2 separate regions of the Sus scrofa genome follow, and region 1 is linked to region 2. A link is a contact called in public HiChIP or PLAC-seq data. All regions are on one chromosome and are shown on one strand. Each heading gives the region's core, a stretch centred on a gene start, on an enhancer-like site or on the middle of the called end of the contact. The rest is flanking DNA. Distances are from core to core; before and after follow the strand shown.

What was found. HiChIP or PLAC-seq counts read pairs in DNA pulled down with a chosen protein or histone mark.
Region 1: an H3K27ac HiChIP or PLAC-seq map of alveolar macrophages shows a contact between it and region 2. The contact joins two enhancer-like sites. A contact is called at or near these places in 1 of 5 promoter capture datasets (liver), 2 of 47 Hi-C or Micro-C datasets (embryonic fibroblasts and retroperitoneal adipose tissue) and 2 of 2 datasets of contacts at active chromatin or transcription factors (alveolar macrophages and skeletal muscle).

What each region holds. Positions count from the first base shown.
Region 1 is chr10:66,469,773-66,475,078 of Sscrofa11.1, reverse strand. No RefSeq gene overlaps it. Among named protein-coding and RNA genes, the nearest start is that of KLF6, 16 kb to the left of the region's middle. Within about 2 kb of position 2,833, at least 53 of the 83 cell types and tissues checked have an H3K27ac peak or open chromatin away from gene starts, as enhancers often do. A contact at or near this core is called in alveolar macrophages and retroperitoneal adipose tissue, where this site is marked.
Region 2 is chr10:65,795,349-65,800,080 of Sscrofa11.1, reverse strand. No RefSeq gene overlaps it. Among named protein-coding and RNA genes, the nearest start is that of AKR1E2, 100 kb to the right of the region's middle. Within about 2 kb of position 2,955, at least 14 of the 83 cell types and tissues checked have an H3K27ac peak or open chromatin away from gene starts, as enhancers often do. A contact at or near this core is called in alveolar macrophages and retroperitoneal adipose tissue, where this site is marked.

The DNA.
Region 1 (5,306 bases), core at 1,584-4,083, 680 kb before region 2:
ACCGGGGGAGGAGGACATCCTGGCGCAGAGAGAACCTCAGACAAACACCAGCAGCGATTGTGCCCCAGTTAAACCATCCCGCTGCCTCTGTGGAGCACCTGGGTGCTCCCCATTTCCCTTTCAGAATCCCCCTGAGAACTCCCTTCTGGCCGCGTGGCTTGGCAAGGGCAGGCTAAAAATCCACCCCGGGCTTCCCTCCAAAAGCATCCTTACGTTGTGATGATCCACATCTTATTTGCATTCAGGAGAATTCTAGCCCCGCGTCTACCCTGCTGCCTGTCCGCGTTAAGGAAGTGTTTGCTCTGGGCTGTAAAGAATGAGTAACTGGGCGAGACCCCGCTGTCCGGCCACCCGGAGCCCAAGGTGGCCTCCTGGGAGAGGTGCGCACAGCTGAGTCAGACTCGGGGTGACCGGCAGCTGATGGAGCTGATAGTGCGACACTCCTGGCTCCTTCTGTGCTTTGTGAACGCTGTTTAAAATGCTGCTGCCTCACGACGGCGGAAAATACGTGTGACTCCTCGTTGCTCCTGAAGCCTGGTGGGGGGTGTGGACACTGGAGAATGGCTCTGGCACCGGGCACAGTCTGGGGAGGCTGCAGTGGGCTCATCTGAGGTTTCCGTCTGTTTAGGAACCATGGGTCCATCCTTGCTTTTAGGAATAATTTGGATCTCTGGCTCCCATGCAGAACCGAAGAAATCCAGTCTACACCTGAATTGCCTAATCTCACTGAGAGCTGTGGGCTGGCCTAGAACTGGGGCAGTTGTGTCCTTCTTTGGCTCAAATTAAAGCAACAGTCAGCTCATCCAGTGGTTTCTGGCCGTGCCTGCTGCCTCCAGGCCCTCTCCCGGCCTGTTCCCTCTGGGCAGCGTCAAGGGACCGTGGAGGGACAGGGGTCTACATGGCACTCTCATTTCCTATCCTACAGTCTCAAAATCCCTCCAGGCTGAACCGCTTAGCTGGGAGTCTAAGCTGCAAGCTTTCCAATGCCCCAGCCCCTGCGGTTAGGTTAGCGCTGCTGCTCACCCCTCGACTTCCAGGCCTAGAAAGCCGTAAAGAGCGGTGGATCCGCATCTTCTCTGCTGTCTTATCTCCCATGACCCTGGCTTTGCTCAGACTTCCCTTCCCAGGAGCATCCTTCCTCCCCCGATGGCTTCGTGCCCCCCATCCCTGGTCCCACAGCACTTCTCCTCTGCGTGTCTGCAGCGCCCTGAGGCTCATGAGCTGCGGGTTGATGACTGTCACGTCTGTGGCTGTGGCGCCTGTACGGCCGTCTTCAGTGAAGGGTGTCTGAGGTTTCCCTCCCTCCCAGCGCACCCGGGGACCCATGGTTTGGTCAAAAGAGCTTCCCAATGTGAGACCACGAGCCAGCCTTGCTGTGGTCTCGGTTCCCTCATCTGTGGCCTGGGGATGCTCAGACTCATTTCATAGATTCTCCCGGTCTGCAGACCGAGGGTGCCTCCCGCCAGCTCCTGACACCCCTGGGAAAACGGCTCATTCTGTCTCCCAGGAGAGCTCCTCAGAGGGGTGGTTCTGCCCATCTGTTAAGAGTAGCACCAGGAGTTCCCGTCATGGCTCAGCAGGTCAGGAACACAACAAGTGTCCATGAGGATGTGGGTTCGACCCCTGGCCTTGCTCAGTGGGCTAAGGGTCTGGTTATTGCTATGGCTGTGGCGTAGGCCAGCAGCTTCAGCTCCGATTTGATCCCTAGCCTGGAACGTCCATATGCCAGGGTGCAGCCCTAAAAAAATCACCCCCAAAGGAAAAACAAACAGCGGAAACAAGAAATAAGAGTAGCCCCATCCAGGGGCTATTGCTAGTGTTTCAGATTTGGGGTTCTGAACGGTATGCAGTCACGTTGCTCGCCTCTGGACCCTGAGCCCCCCCGGGCCCCGCCAGACAGACAAGCCAGAACTGGGCATCTTGGCAAACAACGAGCCTCTGTGTCTGTTGCGGTGGTTGTCCACACTGATGCTACTTGGGGGCCCGGTCTTCCTCGTCATCATCTACTTGGTGCTTCCTGGCTCCGAAAGGGCAGCCCCCGTCACGGCCGGGGCTTGTCCACGGTCTGGGTCCAAGTTGACCCAGTGACAGTCACCTTCAGAAGAAAAAAACAGAACAAACACACTAGAGCTTAAAAACACGGTTTCCCCTTCAGAACTGATTTTCAATCTTTTTGGGCAAAAAGAGACGTCTTACAACATTTTAATTTGTTTTTCTATGTGACATTGAGGAAATGAGATTCATGTAGTGACACGAATTACTGGGGGAAGACGGGGGTCAGGAAGAACATTCGCGTGTGAGTGTGTGTGTGTGTGTGTCCCATCCACTCCTCTATGCTCGGAATGAAATGGTTCTTGGAACCCCGGGTAGAGCCCCTCCCAGACGCACTGAAGGAAGTGCATGGCTCTGTGTGTCCCTAAGCACATTAGCAGATGTGCCTGTCCCGTCGTGGAGGGGCTGGCAGGGAGAGCTTTGGCTGCGGGTGTGGAACACACACTCGGCAGCACATGGTAAAACTTCCCTTCGTGTCACAAGGGGCAGAGCGTTTTGAGGGGCTCCTTTGGGCTTGTTCTGAGGGCCAGACGAGCTGGCAGCCGGGGAGGCTGGGGCAGGCTGGCTGCCGGGGTGATTCTACGTGGCCGTGGCCGTGCTCCGGGGATACCCGAGGAACTAGTCTTCACGCCGGGCCTGTAAGAACCAGCAGCTTTGTTGCACGCTGCAGGCTGTGAGCTTCCCAGGCGTGGTCAGCCGGCCCGGCAGGAAACACACTCACAGGCGAACAACCTTCGGCACCCACTCCCGACTTTCAGTTCTGAGGACAGTGAGTTCCCGGTACAAGGGAGTGGAAGCTGATGTCACCACAAAGCTATTGCCTTGCTTTGCAATCAGCAAGTGCGTTCAAAGTCCTCCAACGGGCGCGCACACACACACACACACACACACACACACACACACACACACACGCTGAAAAGCGTGTTTCCCAGTAGTCAGGGGCAACTTTTTATAAACAGATGTTCCGAAGGCCAAGTAAACAAAATACAAAAACATGCACGGTTCCGTTCAAGAATGCCGCCGGCAGTTACGTGTGCGCTGTGACCCTATTTTCGCTCACCGCTTTCCCGGAAGATGTTGTGAGGAATGAAATCCAAAATTAGCTCTAGGCCAAGAGTGAGTAATTTCAACAGGCACTCTGCAATGGCTTGTGCGCTTTGGAGCCATATATGGGTGAAAGTAACCATTTCAACAGGAAGCAGAAAAAAAAAATAAAAGGAAAACTTTTTGCACAAAACAGAAAAATTCTTAAACTTTCATCTGTGAAAGTGTTCAAATTCCCAAGGCGTGCGGAGTGAAACTCCAGGTAGTTTTTAAATTTGTTTTTATAAAATGTATTTGAAATGCTTCACTAACTTTCAGGGCAGAATCAGGAAACGTTGCTTCCATTAATTATTATTAAATGGTTGGCTAGCGTTTCACTTCTGTGTATGTTCTCTTTCTCATAACTAAAAACTAGTGAACATTTAATTGAATTTTGATGATAATCTTAATAGCATCATCGTACATTTACTCCTTAAAGCAATTTCATGTTTGCAAATTGCTTTTGCATTCCTTTTAGCTAGTTACATAACTTACTTGCTCAAAGAGTAAAATTAAATTCCCACTAATGGAACGGGGTTTTTGCTTTTTCAGTGTAAACACAAATGTGTCAAGCAATGTAAGGAAAATGGCTTGTTTCGATATGGATTCGCCCGTCCTTATTACTAAGTGTCTTTCGGTTTCTGTCAGACCTCAAGCTGCCTGCCTGGGCATCGGGGTGGGCATGGCAAAGGAGTTCTGAGAGAGGGCACTTCCTGGCAGGCCCTCCGTTGATTTCATCATCTAGACTCTCGCCCGCTGATCCCCGTGACAGCCAGGTCAGCATCAGGTCAGAGTCCAGAAGGGGTTCCTCTCTTGGTATTTGGAAGGACCTTGCAGGGGTCCCCCATATTTAATAATCACCTGGACGGACGCATCGATTTCCAAAGAGCATGCCACTGCGGAACAGCAGCCCAGGGGAGAAGCTCGATAAGTGCCCTCTTGACTGGGCACTGAAACTCTTAGTAAGAAACTCCTGGTGTCCAGAGCCGTAGAGGCACACTCCACTCTGGGTAAACTCTTAAAGAACGGCTACGCGTGAGAGTTATTATTATTATTATTATTATTATTAACCTTTTAAAGACATAAAACCCATCTCTCTGCAGGGCTCCTGTGCTTAGGCTCAGCCTCCAGGCGGCCAACCTCAGGGTGGGGCTGCGGTGGGAAGGCCGCGGGAGGCACAGCGAGCTGGGCTGTTGTCCTGGGGAGGTGCTGCGGGCTCCTTGCAGGCAGAGGTCGGTTATGGGACTTTAGCAGCAGATTTCAGCACCCTGCTCTTATCTCTTTGCCATCAGTTTTGTCAAAATGTTAAAAATCACCTATCTGGAGACACCGTGTGGAGGAGAGAGGGGACCTTTGTTTAGGTAGGAGCGTCCTCCTAACTCAGCCCAGCAACCTTTCCCTTTGAAGATCAGCCCCTTGCCCCCCTGGAGATGCCTCTGGGGCCGCAGTGCTGAGAGCCTCAGGAGGTTCCGAGATATTTTGAGGACTTTAACCTCCAACCGGTGTCCGCGTCCAGCCCTCCTCCTCCACCGTGGGTGGGTCGGGAGAGGTGCCCTAGGCCATCCAGCCTGCAGCTTCTCTGCCACCCAAACGCGTCTCCCCGGAGGGTTCTTCCCTTAACTCCTCTCTGCCGACACTTTTCCCAGCTGTGTGGACAGTGGCTGCCCGGAGGGCATCCCCGCTGAAGACAAGGCACCTTCCTCAGGCCCCCACCCGGGTTCTCCTTGAACCGCGTCTCCCGCTTGGAATAGGCCAGATGGGGGCGTGCTCCGTGGCTCGTGGAATCTGTCCTGGTAAAATGTACAACTTACTGAACAAAAACCTCTGCTTAAAAAAAGAGATTTTCCTTGTATTCTTCGATTCTACAAAGAGGCAGAAGTGGAAAAAAAATGTCCTGAGAATTGGAGTTTCCCCCCAATTTATTTTCTTAAAGTTAAAAAAAAAACTGAGATACAATGGACCTATAACATTCCGCTCTGTACTGGCTTCAGAGGTGCAGTGTAATGAGCTGATCCGTGTGTATACTGCAACGTGAGAGCCACAACTAAGTCCGGTTATCATCCGTCAGCATCCACCATGACAGATTTTGTTTTCGTGTGATGAGAACTTCCAAGACCCCCTCCCAAAGCGACTTTCCAATATACAGTAGTCACAGGTGTAATACTTGAGTT
Region 2 (4,732 bases), core at 1,706-4,205:
CTTAACTACTGCGCACGTCTCCCCCTCCCAGCTCCCCTTAGCCCTGTACCCAAGCTGTTACCACACCGGCTTCTTACTTCAAAGCCCATCGCTAATTTTACCTTCAGGGTATGCTAGAGGCTTAAATAAAATCATTTACAAGGCTCTTTCATTTACCTGTAGCAAGAGACCATTCCTTTGAAAAAGAAGAAATAGCTACGTTGGTTCTCCCAGATGTTTTTACACCGAGGTGAAGGCATCACAAAATCTTCTGTGGATTTTCAGTTAATTTATGGAAACTTTTCTCCCCTAAAATATCTGAATTAAAACATTTAGGAGTTTCTTTTCTTTTCAAGACTGATTTTTTTTAAAGAGAGCTGATTATGTGCTGTTAACCATTTCAAAACTCTTATGTTTTATATGGTTTTCTTTTAGAAATGTAATCCTCTCTGCTGAAAGGCTTATAGGTTACTAGAATTAATTTTTAAAAAGATATCAGAATGTGCGTGGTGACCACGTCACAGTTAACAGAGGAGTAATTCCGTTTGTCTCTGGTGGCTTGGATTTTGCCTCTAAGTAATTCACGTGGGTAATGAAGACACTGTTTTTCCAGAGAGAATCAGTCTCCAAGGACGAGAGTTTCTGAGTTGGGATCTCGGGACCTGTCATAGTTTACATCATCTGATGGACTCAGTGGCAAGATTGACGATGGTCGTTATTAAGGAGTTCCCATAGCGGCTCAGTGGTAACAAACCCGACTGGTATCCATGAGGACACGGGTTCGATCCCTGGCCTCAATCAGTGCGTTAAGGCTCCAGTGTTGCCATGAGCTGTGGTATAGGTGGCAGTTGCAGCTCAGATCCCACATTGCTGTGGCTGTGGTGTAGGCCTGCAGCTGCAGCTCCGATTCAGCCCCTAGCCTGGGAACTTCCACATGCCACAGGTACAGCCCAAAAAAGACACACACACACACACACACACACACAAAAAGATTGTCATTATTAAGCTTCCAATCTGACTTTTATATCCATTAATTTATTCAGAGCCAAGTACATAGGTTTTATTAAAGAAAAATGCCCTGAATATATCTGCTGATAGGTTTAGTACTTATTGACTATATGCTATGCTCTTTGTGATAGAAGGATTCCAGCTGATCCAACACTGACCCTTCTCTCAAGAAGCGTGATAAAAATATGCATGTAAAACTAACAGCGTGATAAGGTGGAAAATATCCCAGTGGATATGGAAGTTTGGCAGAAGTACAGAGATAAATATATGTGCTATTTCTGCATTTCATGTCCAGAATTTTAAAAAAATCAACACATTCTGTTTTAGAGATAAGGTTACTAAGAGTATTAAGAGCACAAAAAGGAATGGAAAAACATGGTTATATGGCTGTTCCGGGCCAAAAATATCTGTCTCACCACTTTTTAAATGATGGGTTAATTTTTGAAAATAAACATCAGTTTAATCGATGATGTCTCACCTTTCATTTTTATTTTTTAGATCTGACACGTTGATCCTGAGGATATGTCTGATGAGCAAGCTGGCAAGTGCTTCTAATTTTACCTGGTAAAATAAAATGCCCCCAAACCACCTTGGCTAGTGTAGGGGAAGAAGAATAAAGTCTAAAACGCAATACCTGTTCCTCTTACACATCTTGACCCCTCCACACGGCCTTCACATAGTGCGCTACACATATTATTGAAAATCTGTTGTCATGAGCACTTGCAGACACTCTCCCAAGAACAACCACCACAAACCCAAACGGTTGCCGGATGAGCCGCGGTTTCCCCTTGTGCCAGCCAGGCTGACAATCACCATGAGCCCATGTCCACCACAGGGCAGGTCATGGGAAACAGTTGCTGCGAGTTAGTTAGACTTGCTCAATGTCAGTGTTTAGGGATTAATTTCATTGCTTGAGTTATTTAGATCACGATGGCAATAAAGATTTCAGAAAGCTATTGGGAAACATTTCCTTTAGGGAAGGAGGAACATGAAAACAGTCAAGAAGGGAACTGATTCATGCAAGAAACCTCTGTGTATAAAGCATTGTTTGTGTTACATTCACTGAAACAATGACGAGTGAAAGGACACTTAAATATGGGCAGTCAAGCCTTATTAGAACAGTTAGTGACTAATTACAGTTCAACACGCAAACATTTAGCTGTCTGTACCCTATGTGAATAAGCAAAGTATTTTTAAAGCCAACAACAAACACAAATAATACATTCCAATAAAAACGGCTTCTCTCGGATAACCACCACAACACAGAAATAATAGCACAAGCAATGGAAAAGTTTCTAAGTTCCCAAAAGACAATGGACAGACTTGTTCCACCCAGGCTTGCTTTGATATTTGTAGGAATAACTAACCCATCTATGCTAATGCACCATTAAACTTTTATCAGATCATCATCAGAACGCATGGGGATTAAAAATCATTTCAGCTGAATAATACATGCTAAAATGTACATCATCTGTGTTAAGCTAGTCGTAATCATTTGGCCAACGTACTTCAAAGGCTTGATGGACATCCGCCCGTTTTGAACTTAAGCATGAATATCTTGGCAACACAAGGGGAACGCTTTCATCACACTGAAAGGCAATACGAGCTATAAATGTGGGACATCTCAGCTTCCATCTGAGTAAGTCCTCAGAATTGCGACATTCACCAAGCAATAAATCCCTTGAGTTGTTGTTCAGACGCCCTCGCCCTCGATGCGTCTGAAGCAACTTCTCTGAGTGTTTTGTCTTGAGAGTTCTTTATCCTTCTATTCTTAGATCCTTCATAATGCGGGATACCCTTCCCTCCTGTAGCCTGGGTTCTCACACTTAGTCTTCCTTTTGTTAAAACCTAAGCAGCTCTTCAATTCACACTGAGGCATGGAGGGCTGCTTCCATCCGTGTGGGCTATCCCTTCCTGAGGCATAACTGAGGGAGAGGAATGCAGTTCAGTCTCTGCTGGAGACTGGCGAAGAGGAAGCTCTGCGGGGACTCCCCACCGCCCCCCGCTTGCCCGAACATTCTGCTCAGAGTAATAGCCAGGCTACGCACCCACCTGTGGCGTCAGCTTCCCATTCTGCTCCCTTTTTGACAATAAGAAGCCATGAGGATGCTTTTTGAAAGCTTTAATCTCTTATTTATCCCATGTGGATTTGGCCTTGGCAGAGAAACCACTTATGTATTCTTATATTTTTGTTTAATATTATTGCACTTCAGTCTCATAATCTTTCTCCCTTTTGCAAATTGAAGAGAGACTTTATACGATGCTTGGAAGAGAAGAGAAGACACCTTTGCAGATAAGATATGGATGGTTTTCTTATAGCATCTTTAAGAATAACTGTTAGGAACACAATACCCTTCACTTATCTCGGGTTTTCAATGAGAAAATACCTTTTTGGTTCGTAAAGAGAGACTACCACCATGGAGCCAAGGGATACACTGTGTTTAGGAGGGGGTCCCCTCATCTGAAATTATTTATTTCACGGTCTTCCAGAAGCGCCCAATTATCCGTCCCTAAAAATGTGCCCCCTGGGGCTCAGCACAGCCCCGCAGTAATGATGGTCAGACCCACGGGTGGCCCACACCATCGTCCTCGACCAGTACCGCATGAAAGAGCTCCTGGGTGGCTTTGTGACCTTAACAGACAGCTGAAAGGAGGACGGTGAAAAAGTGCAGGTCCATACACAGCGGGGCAGGGGAAAGACAAAGCCTAGAGTCACAGTGAGGCAGCTCCAGGAAGTAATCTCTTGGTTGAGGGGTTCTCAGGAAGAGAAAGGGAGGCAGACAGAGACGGCTGTGTCTCAGAACCTGTTCTGCCTGCATCAGTACAGGAAAGAGGAAAACTGGGAAAGAGCGTCCCACCCTCCCTCAGACAATGGTCGGCTTTATAATAGGATTGCATCTCAACCATCTTTAAGGAGCAGCACTTAGCATAGCTCATGACTCATGTCAGAGATACGATAAATATTTGTTGAGTGAGGGAATGAATACAATAATATAGTTTTAATTTTAGGATTTCCTGGCATTCCATGAAGACATTTTATGGTTTCACGTACGCAATAACATCTCAAGATGTACTGGATGTACCAGATTTTTTTTTTTTTTTTGCATTTCCATTAAAATGTAGGAAAACAAAAGAGCAGGAAATTTTTACATTTCCATTAAAAATGTAGGAAAACAAAAGAGAGCCAGCTGTGACTATTTATAGTGTGCTGAGAAATATTCCACAGAAATCGCTACCCAGTGATTTTTTTTTTTTCATTGGAAGAGTGTTGAGACAACTAGAGGGAAGCACTAAAAATGACAAAGCATTTCCTTAGAAATTATGAGGGAAAAAAAAAGTCCTGAAGAGCAGGGGAAATTTTAGTATTTAAAAAGATATTTTGACATAAATTGTGGATTGATCCCATTTAAAAGTAATCTTCACAGACTTAAGCCCAACAACGAAACACTGTGTTAGGAATACGACTCAGTGGTCAGATTCAGGGTTGAATTCAACATAGCACAGCTAAGAACAGCACACACACACGGAATAAACCAGCTCAAGTTCTCCAAGGGCTGGATTTGCAGCTCTTACCACAGATGGCAATTACGTATCTCACCACAAGAAAAGCGCATGACTGAAGCCTCATGTCCTTCTCTTCCTGATCGTGAGCATTTGAATGCTTTGGAGAGGAGTTCCCACTGTGGCTCGGCAGAAATGAATCCAGCCAGTATCCAGGAGGACTCGGGTTCACTCCCTGGCCTTG